2 separate regions of the Sus scrofa genome follow, and region 1 is linked to region 2. A link is a contact called in public Hi-C data. All regions are on one chromosome and are shown on one strand. The core of a region is the stretch at or near the end of the contact, and the rest is flanking DNA. Distances in the headings are between cores, read along the strand shown.

Region 1 (4,147 bases), core at 815-3,314, 150 kb after region 2:
CTGAGCTGTGCTGTAGATCGCAGGCGTGGCTGGGATCTGGCGTTGCTGTGGCTGTGGTCGAGACCAGTAGCTGTAGCTCCGATCCGACCCCTAGCCTGGGAACCTCCATAGGCCGTGAGTGCAGCCCAAAAAAGCCCAAAAACAAAAACAGAAACAAAATTGGGGACTTCCGTTTATATTGATGGGGATTATGAAAGGTAATATGAATTTAAAGAGATGGATTTTCCTAACGTCTAAAAGACTAAGCCACTAGACAGAAAGATTTAAAAGTCACCTCTGAAAATATATTTCCCATTGAAAAAAATTAGTGTACGAAGAAAAGAGCTATTCGTAAAATAGCGAAGTGCTGCCATCTCTAGAAATAAAGCCAGGCCATCCCTCTTCTCTTCTTTCGTGTGCACTTTCCGATGGCTTCCAGGGCGCCACGGGGGGAAGGTTTTTCGGGACTGCCAGCGAAGAGTACAGAAATAATTGGCGTTTGGTGTCGGTGTGTGAGTTTTCCTTTCGAAAGCCCGCAGGTTTTTAATGACCAGTGGAGTAAGTGAATGAAGAATGAATGAGTGAGTAGGGGGAGGCTGCTACTTCAGCCTAAACGTGACCCTTTACTTATTTTGTTTTGTGATCTTTAGCAAGTTACTTTACTTGTGGCTCTGAATCCTTGTTCGTATAGTGGAGTTAAAACACCTACCACGTAAATACTTCATAAATGCTTATTGAATATCTGAATTAATCGCTGAGTTCAGTTCAGATGTACTAGATCCGATTTTCTGGAATCTGGGGTCTGAAGGTTGGGCCTTTTAGCAAAATCTTCTGGTGATGCTCATGCACCCAAAGTTTGAAAACCACTCTCTCTTTTGTTGTTTTTTGTTTGTCTGTTTGTTTAGGGCCTCCGCTGTGGCATATGAAAGTTCCCAGGCTAGGGGTCGAATCAGAGCTGCAGCTTCTGGCCTTTGCCTCAGTCACAGCAATGCCAAATCTAGCTGCCTCTGCGGCCTACAGCACAGCTCCGGGCAGCGCCGCATCCTTAACCCACTGAGCGGGGCCAGGCATCGAACCTGAATCCTCAAGGATACTGGTCGGATATGTTTGCAACGAGAGCTCCGAAAACTGCTCATTTAAACTCTCCTGTTTATGATTGTAAGAGCACAGAGGTATATGCTGAAGGCTGTACTGAAATGAATCAGACGGTCTCTGACTTCAGTAAATTTACAGGTAGTTAAAGGATGGATGCACCGGGAGCAAGCACAGAGGGAGGAGAGCTGGCCCCAAAGGACTGGTGAAACTTCTTGAGGTTCTAGCATTTTTAAGGAATTAAGTACGGTTTTTAAAAAATGCCTGGTCAGTATGTCTTTCCTGGTAAAGATGGAACTGTTTGCATTGTTATTTCCACGTAGGCTTCGTCCCCCCCGCCATGCTTCCTAATGCGTAAGAATAGTGTTGATGGCATCTGATCCATCTTCTCCAGACAATTTATAAATTTCTTTGGGTGACCAGACGACCTTTTCTGAAGGATTTTTGTGACTGGTTTTTTGCATCAGTTTTGTCCTGGTGGCAGAGTTCTGACAGGTGGTTTTTCTTTTTTCCTTTTGGAAAAACCACCTTACGCGTTTTCTTAAGTCCATTTGGTGACTCTGCAAACATTTTCATGCAAGTGAAATTCTATTACAGACTCACTTTGTACCCTGCTGAAGATCCTTGGACTCGTTCTATTATTCAAGAAAAGTCGCGTTCTGAACTGTAGCAAAGAAATCCATTTAGTTAACTCTCATTTCGTCGGGTTTTTCAGGCTTGTGGCTCCACACCTACAGCTTTCTTTTTGTCTGTTTCCTTGCTTGTTAGGCATGAAGCGAGAAAGAGAAAGAAGCAGATCTGGGAAAAAAGATTTAGCAAGGGAGCTGAAAGAAACCGATGGCTAAAATGAGGCTCAGCTTAGAGAATTCGGTTGCTGTTGGAGAGAGTGTCACAGTTTCCAGCTTGTTTGCAGAGGTGTGACCTGTCCTGCCATGGTTAGAATACAGATCAGAGATTTTGACCTTTGATCCTGCCACTGATTACTCAGTACCTGCTGCAAGCCAGTCAGTCTGTTTGTGTAGAAGGGAAAATGCCTACATAATTTCGGATTCATGGTGCAAAGGGGTGTCCGTGAGAGGAATTTAAAGAATTCGCTGATTGTGACTGCAATATTCTAGACACGAAATAAGAGACATCCAAAAAAAAAAAAAAAAAAAGTACCCTCTCTCCTAAGATATTGCTCAGAAGAAAATGGATATGGGCTTTTTTCTCTCCCTTTTCAGAATTCGTACAGCTGCACTAGGTAGGATATAAAATACTTTAGAATTAATGATTTTGTACTTCCTATAAAATTTAAAGGACAATTTTTATACTCTTTTAATAGTGTGTAAAATTGTCACAGAACTTGACCCAGTGGGTTAATTAGCTAAATAATGATGAAATGTGGGGACAGATACAGCTTTTCTGATTTCCTGTTCGCTGACATGACATGTTCTAAGTAAGTGAACGTTTTTGTTCTGTTTGTGGAAGTCTGACAGACCCATAGGCTGCTGTTACAACGTGTTTAATTTTTGTTTTTAATTCCGACCGGGCAGATGGTATGCTGCTAAAACCAAAGATTTAGGACTAAGCAGTGCATTTTAAATAAAGTACAGTCGATTCACACTGCGGTGCCCGTTTCTGCTTCAGATGGTCTTGATTTGGATTCACCACTATAAGTGGCTTTGGCTGTGTCATTTCCCCTTCTTTAGCCTGCCCTGCCTAATTTACAAAATGGGCGTCGTACTCTCTCACCTTCTATTATATGAACAGGATTTTGAGCATCAAAAATATGGTGGGAGTTTGTCGCATGAGGTAACCCTACTGAGTGGCTTATCACTGGTATAAAACCATGTATAGCTATTATATCAGTGGCTCTTATATTGTTGGCACATGAATTGACTTCATCCTTTAGAGTGACTCTTGACTTCCGAAGAAAGTTAAAAAAAGTCTAAACTCCTTGAGATTAAAAGAATCCATACGCTGTTGGTTGCGAGACTCAAAAGGGAGGTGGCTGATTCAGCTTCTCAATGACCGAAAGATAGAAGCAGGTGAAATGTGAAGCTTATGCTCATAGATTTCATAACATACAGAAGGGATGCTGCAGGCAGCGGGGAGACAAGCTTTAGTGCAGAACTGGGCACTAGAAAGGCCCCCCGACGTCTCTTCTGCTGCTCGAGGGTCCATGAGTGCACCGGGTCTGGGAGTCTACTAGGTGCTCAGCAAGTGTTGGCTGGAGGCGTGGATGAACCCATGAGTACATGCAAATGCATCTGCTTCCCCCTTGGCTGCTGCTCCTGCTGGGAGGCTGAATTTTTTAACGTTGAAATTCCACAAGAAACATCTTAAGCAAGCCATGTGTTTGGGCCAGTCTGTTTCCAGGCTTGTTTGTGTTTTTCACATTCTTTTGTTGCCCTGCAATATTATTCTGTGACCTCGCTGATGAATTCCAGTAGGTCATTCCGTTGGGCCCCAAGGACGCTAGTAAATGAATCTTGATTTGGAATGGAATACGCAGGGTGTGTGGCTTGGGTTGGAATCAAATTAGGCCTGGCTAATTTTATTTTGGTTTAATCTATGTGGGAAAGAATAGAAATAGAGGCAAAGCAAATAAACAGAAAATAGTGGAAACTATTCCTGTATAATGATAAGCAGTCTCTGTAAGGAATAGTTCCAAGGGCCACAACCTAAATTATTTTTATTAAAAGTTTGGGGACAAGATTCAGCAATGGAAAGATTAACTTCTTCAGTCATCGTGGTTGGTGTTTACTTTTCTAGCTTTCTCAAGCCAGAGTCTCCACAGGCTTTTAAAATGTGGATGCTGCATAGACAAGGCATGTTCCTTAATATAGTGCAGGCTTCTTAATCTTCTCCAGGCTCTGTAAACGGAAAAGCCCAATCTTTGGGAAATCTCAGCTCCTGGGGAGGCGAAAGAAAAAGTTTCCCGTCGAACCATCCAGACTCAGTCTTGAGTTTCTCACGCAGTCCTAAGGTGAAAAAAATGTTGAGAAGGTGCACTGAATTCTTCGGCTAATCGTCTTTTAAAACTGACTTTCCTCCCTTCCGTCGCTTCCAACCTAGAAAGTGTGGGGCCCCC
Region 2 (3,604 bases), core at 145-2,644:
GGTAATTGGGCCAGCCCAGAAGACCAGCAATTTCTAAAGCTAACAACACCTTTAGCAAGCAGATTATTTTATGATTCACTCCTCTCATGACCCCTCATAAAAGAAAGACAATCGTTATGTGGTGAGAATATGGACGTAATTAAGCGTTTTAAGTGTTCACTAGTTGTTGAGATGGGTTTGGTCTGCGCAGATAATTGCTTTGATGTTAGAAAAAGGATCAGGAGTTCCCGTCGTGGCACAGTGGTTAACGAATCCAACTAGGAACCATGGGGTTGTGGCTTCAGTCCCTGGCCTTGCTCAGTGGGTTGAGGATCCGGCGTTGCCGTGAGCTGTGGTGTAGGTTGCAGACGCGGCTCGGATCCCGCCTTGCTGTGGCTCTGGCGTAGGCTGGTGGCTACAGCTCCGATTCGACCCCTAGCCTGGGAACCTCCATATGCCGTGGGAGCGGCCCAGGAAATAGCAAAAAGACAAAAAAAAAAAAGAAAAAAGAAAAAAAGAAAAAGGATCATACCTGTTAGAGTGTAAGTTTTCATGGAGAGAAATGTGTGATCATTAGAAAACGTCAAAGAGGTAAAAACCCTTCTCATGGTTACACTGTGCCCTTCATTCTAACCGCAGCTCCTATGACATTCGCTGTTAACATACGTGGTCTCAAGACTTTTTTTACACAGAGTAATACTTGATTTAGTAAAAGGTATGAACTGCGGATACTATTTTAAAAAAAAAGAATATGTTAGTACTTTTAAGCCCCTCCTGTAACCTGATAGTTTTACAGGACTCCAAGGATCTGTACTAAGCACGGATTCGCCGTTCTGATTAATTGCAATTAACAGGTAATCTGGGCTTGAACGTAAATCCTCTAAGGAATTTGCTCTATCAAAAAGAAAGTTTATTACTAGCAGAGGTAAACTTCATAGCTAAACCAAAAATGAGCCTCTTCTTTTTGTATTTATAAAAGCGTTTTCATCTAAAACATCAGAGATTTAAAGTAACCGAGGTCGTCGGCAACGACTTTCAATATATTAATGGAAACAGCATTGACCAAAGTGAGGATCTGAAATCTACTGTTGACATCCATCACTTGAACCACTAGGTGGCGCCAACAAGCTTTTTCCAAATATGTACACGACCCGCCGTCTGTTTTCAGTCACCCCTTCTGTCCCACCCACCTGTGAACAATACCCAGTTCTGCCCTTCCCAGCATGTCTACAAATTCATCCCATCTGTTTAAGGACAACTGGATAAAGTCATGGCTCGAGACAACAATAAGTGTTCTTGCCTTAGCAAATTGACTACATACTTAAGTTATTTATACTATGATTGGTGGGAAAAAAACAAAACAAAACTGGATTGAGGGTTAAATAGCCCTAGTTTTGTTCTCAGCTCCACCCCCAACTATCTAAGCAAGTAACTAAACCTCTCTGGTTACCAGTCTCCTGGTCAGGAAAGTGACAGTTTGGGACTAGTAGAACGGTTCCAAAATGCCTTAAGTAAGAAAGACTTTTCTCCTACAAATGCCTCAGAATTCTACTATGGAAAACAAATGAAAGCACGGCTGAGTGGGGCGGGGGATGTTAGAAAGTTTTAAAGGCTGTACGGGAAGCACTTTCTGCTTTGCTTCCCATTACTGTCCACCGTGTCCAACCTGCGGTCCCTACAGTCCAAAAAAATCATTTGGAGACTTTGAAAGAGGAAATTACTAAGGTCCTTTCTGTTCCAGAAGTCTGATTCCAAGTATGTAGCTATGTGCAAATTCCTAAACATTTTTTCTCTTTATCTGCCCGCTTCCAGGATATGGTGCTGGTATCACTTCCTCCATTTTGCAGATGAGTAATCTGAAGCTGAACCATTTAATGTCTTTAAAAAAAATCACCTAGACAGAGGACCAGAAACCAGGACCTCTGGTCTTCTTTTTTCAAATAAACTTTTTCTTGTAGAAAATTACAGTTTCACATGGAGTAGTAAAACAAACAAACAAACAAACGTAGGAACCCTGTGCACCGTTTACCCCGTTTCCCTCAACGGTAGTGTTTTGGAAAATTACAGCATCATTTCACAGCCAGTATCAGGATCTCAGCACAGTCAGGATGCAGAGAACGATGACAACATCACAGGAGCCCCTACGTTGTGATTTTATAGCTGCATACACTTCCCTCCTACCCCTACCCCTTTCTCAGCCCCTCGAAACTACAAATTTGTTCGAATTTTGTCATTTTAAAAATGATACATAAATGGCATGCAATAGTATATAACCTTTTATGATTTATGTTTCCTCTCACTATGCTCCTCTGGAGATTTATCCAGATAGGTCATATTCCAAGAGTTCTTTCTTTTTTTGGAGTCCCCGCTGTGGCGCAGTGGGTTAAGGATCTGGTGCTGCCACATTTGTGGCATAGGTCACAGCTGCGGCTTAGATTGGGTCCCTGGCCCAAGAACTTCCATATGTCATGGATGTGGCCAAAAAACAAAAAGAGTTCATTCCTTTTTACTGCTGAAGGGCATTTCATGATATGGATATACCTCAGATTTAGCCATTTACCCACCGAAGGAGAGCTGGGATGTTTTCAGTTGGGGGCTCTTTTGGATAAAACTGCCATAAGCATTTGTGTGCAGCTATTTGTGTGAACATAACTTTTTATTTCTCTGGGATAAATGCCCAGGAGCACAATTACTGAGTCATTATGTAGCTGCATGATTATTTTTTAAAGAAACTGCTAAACTCTTTCCCAGGGTGTGTGTCATTTTACATTCCTACCAGCAGTGTAGGAATGACCCGGTTCCCCGCCTCCCCGTCCACACCAGAAGTCACTGCTTCTTTTTGTTTCAGCCATTCTGATAGGTGTGTAGGGATGTATCATTGTGTTCTTAATTTTCATTTCCGTATGGGCTAGTGTTGCTAAAGATTTTTTTCACGTGTATATTTGCTATCTGTATGTTCTGTTCCATGAAACGTCTCTTTGTGCTTTGATGATTTTCTAACTGAATTTCTTTTTTAACTACTGTTAAGTTTTTAGAGTTCTTTATGTGTTCTAAACAGTAGTCTTTGTCTTTTCATCCTCTTAACAGGATTTTTTGCACGGGAGATTTTAAGTTTTTGATGAAAAAATTTATCAAGTTTTCCATTCATTCGTCATGGTTTTGGCATCAAGTCTAAATAATGCTTTATCTTTTTCTAGATCTCAAAGGCCTTCTCTTATGTTTTTGTCTAAAAGTTTTATAGTTTCAGAGTTCCCATCTTGACTCAGTGGAAAAGAATCTCGGAGCATCCATGTGGACGCAGGTGTGATCCCTGAGCTCACTCTGGGTTAAAGATTCAGCATTGCTGTGAGCTGTGGTATAGGTCGCAGGAGCGGCTTGGATCTGGCGTTGCTGTGGCCTAGGCCAGGGGCTACAGTTCCAATGAGACCCCCTAGCCTAGGAACCTCCATATGCAGCCCTAAAAAGGCAAAAAAAAAAAAAAATTAAAAGTTTTATAGTTTCATTTTTCACATTTAAGTCCATGATGAATTAACTTTTTAGATAAGACCTTAAGTTTAGTTTGAGATTCTTTTTTTTAATTTATTTTTTTAAAGTGCTCAATGAATTTTATTACATTTATAGTTGT

Evidence for each region. Hi-C and Micro-C count contacts between places; a contact is called where the count stands out from the background.
Region 1: a Hi-C map of mesenteric adipose tissue shows a contact between it and region 2, with 3 times the contacts expected there. A contact is called at or near these places in 1 of 5 promoter capture datasets (liver), 28 of 47 Hi-C or Micro-C datasets (adipose tissue, alveolar macrophages, brain and 16 more) and 1 of 2 datasets of targeted methods (skeletal muscle).

What each region holds. Positions count from the first base shown.
Region 1 is chr5:101,810,222-101,814,368 of Sscrofa11.1, forward strand. No RefSeq gene overlaps it. Among named protein-coding and RNA genes, the nearest start is that of PAWR, 120 kb to the left of the region's middle.
Region 2 is chr5:101,656,642-101,660,245 of Sscrofa11.1, forward strand. No RefSeq gene overlaps it. Among named protein-coding and RNA genes, the nearest start is that of PAWR, 35 kb to the right of the region's middle.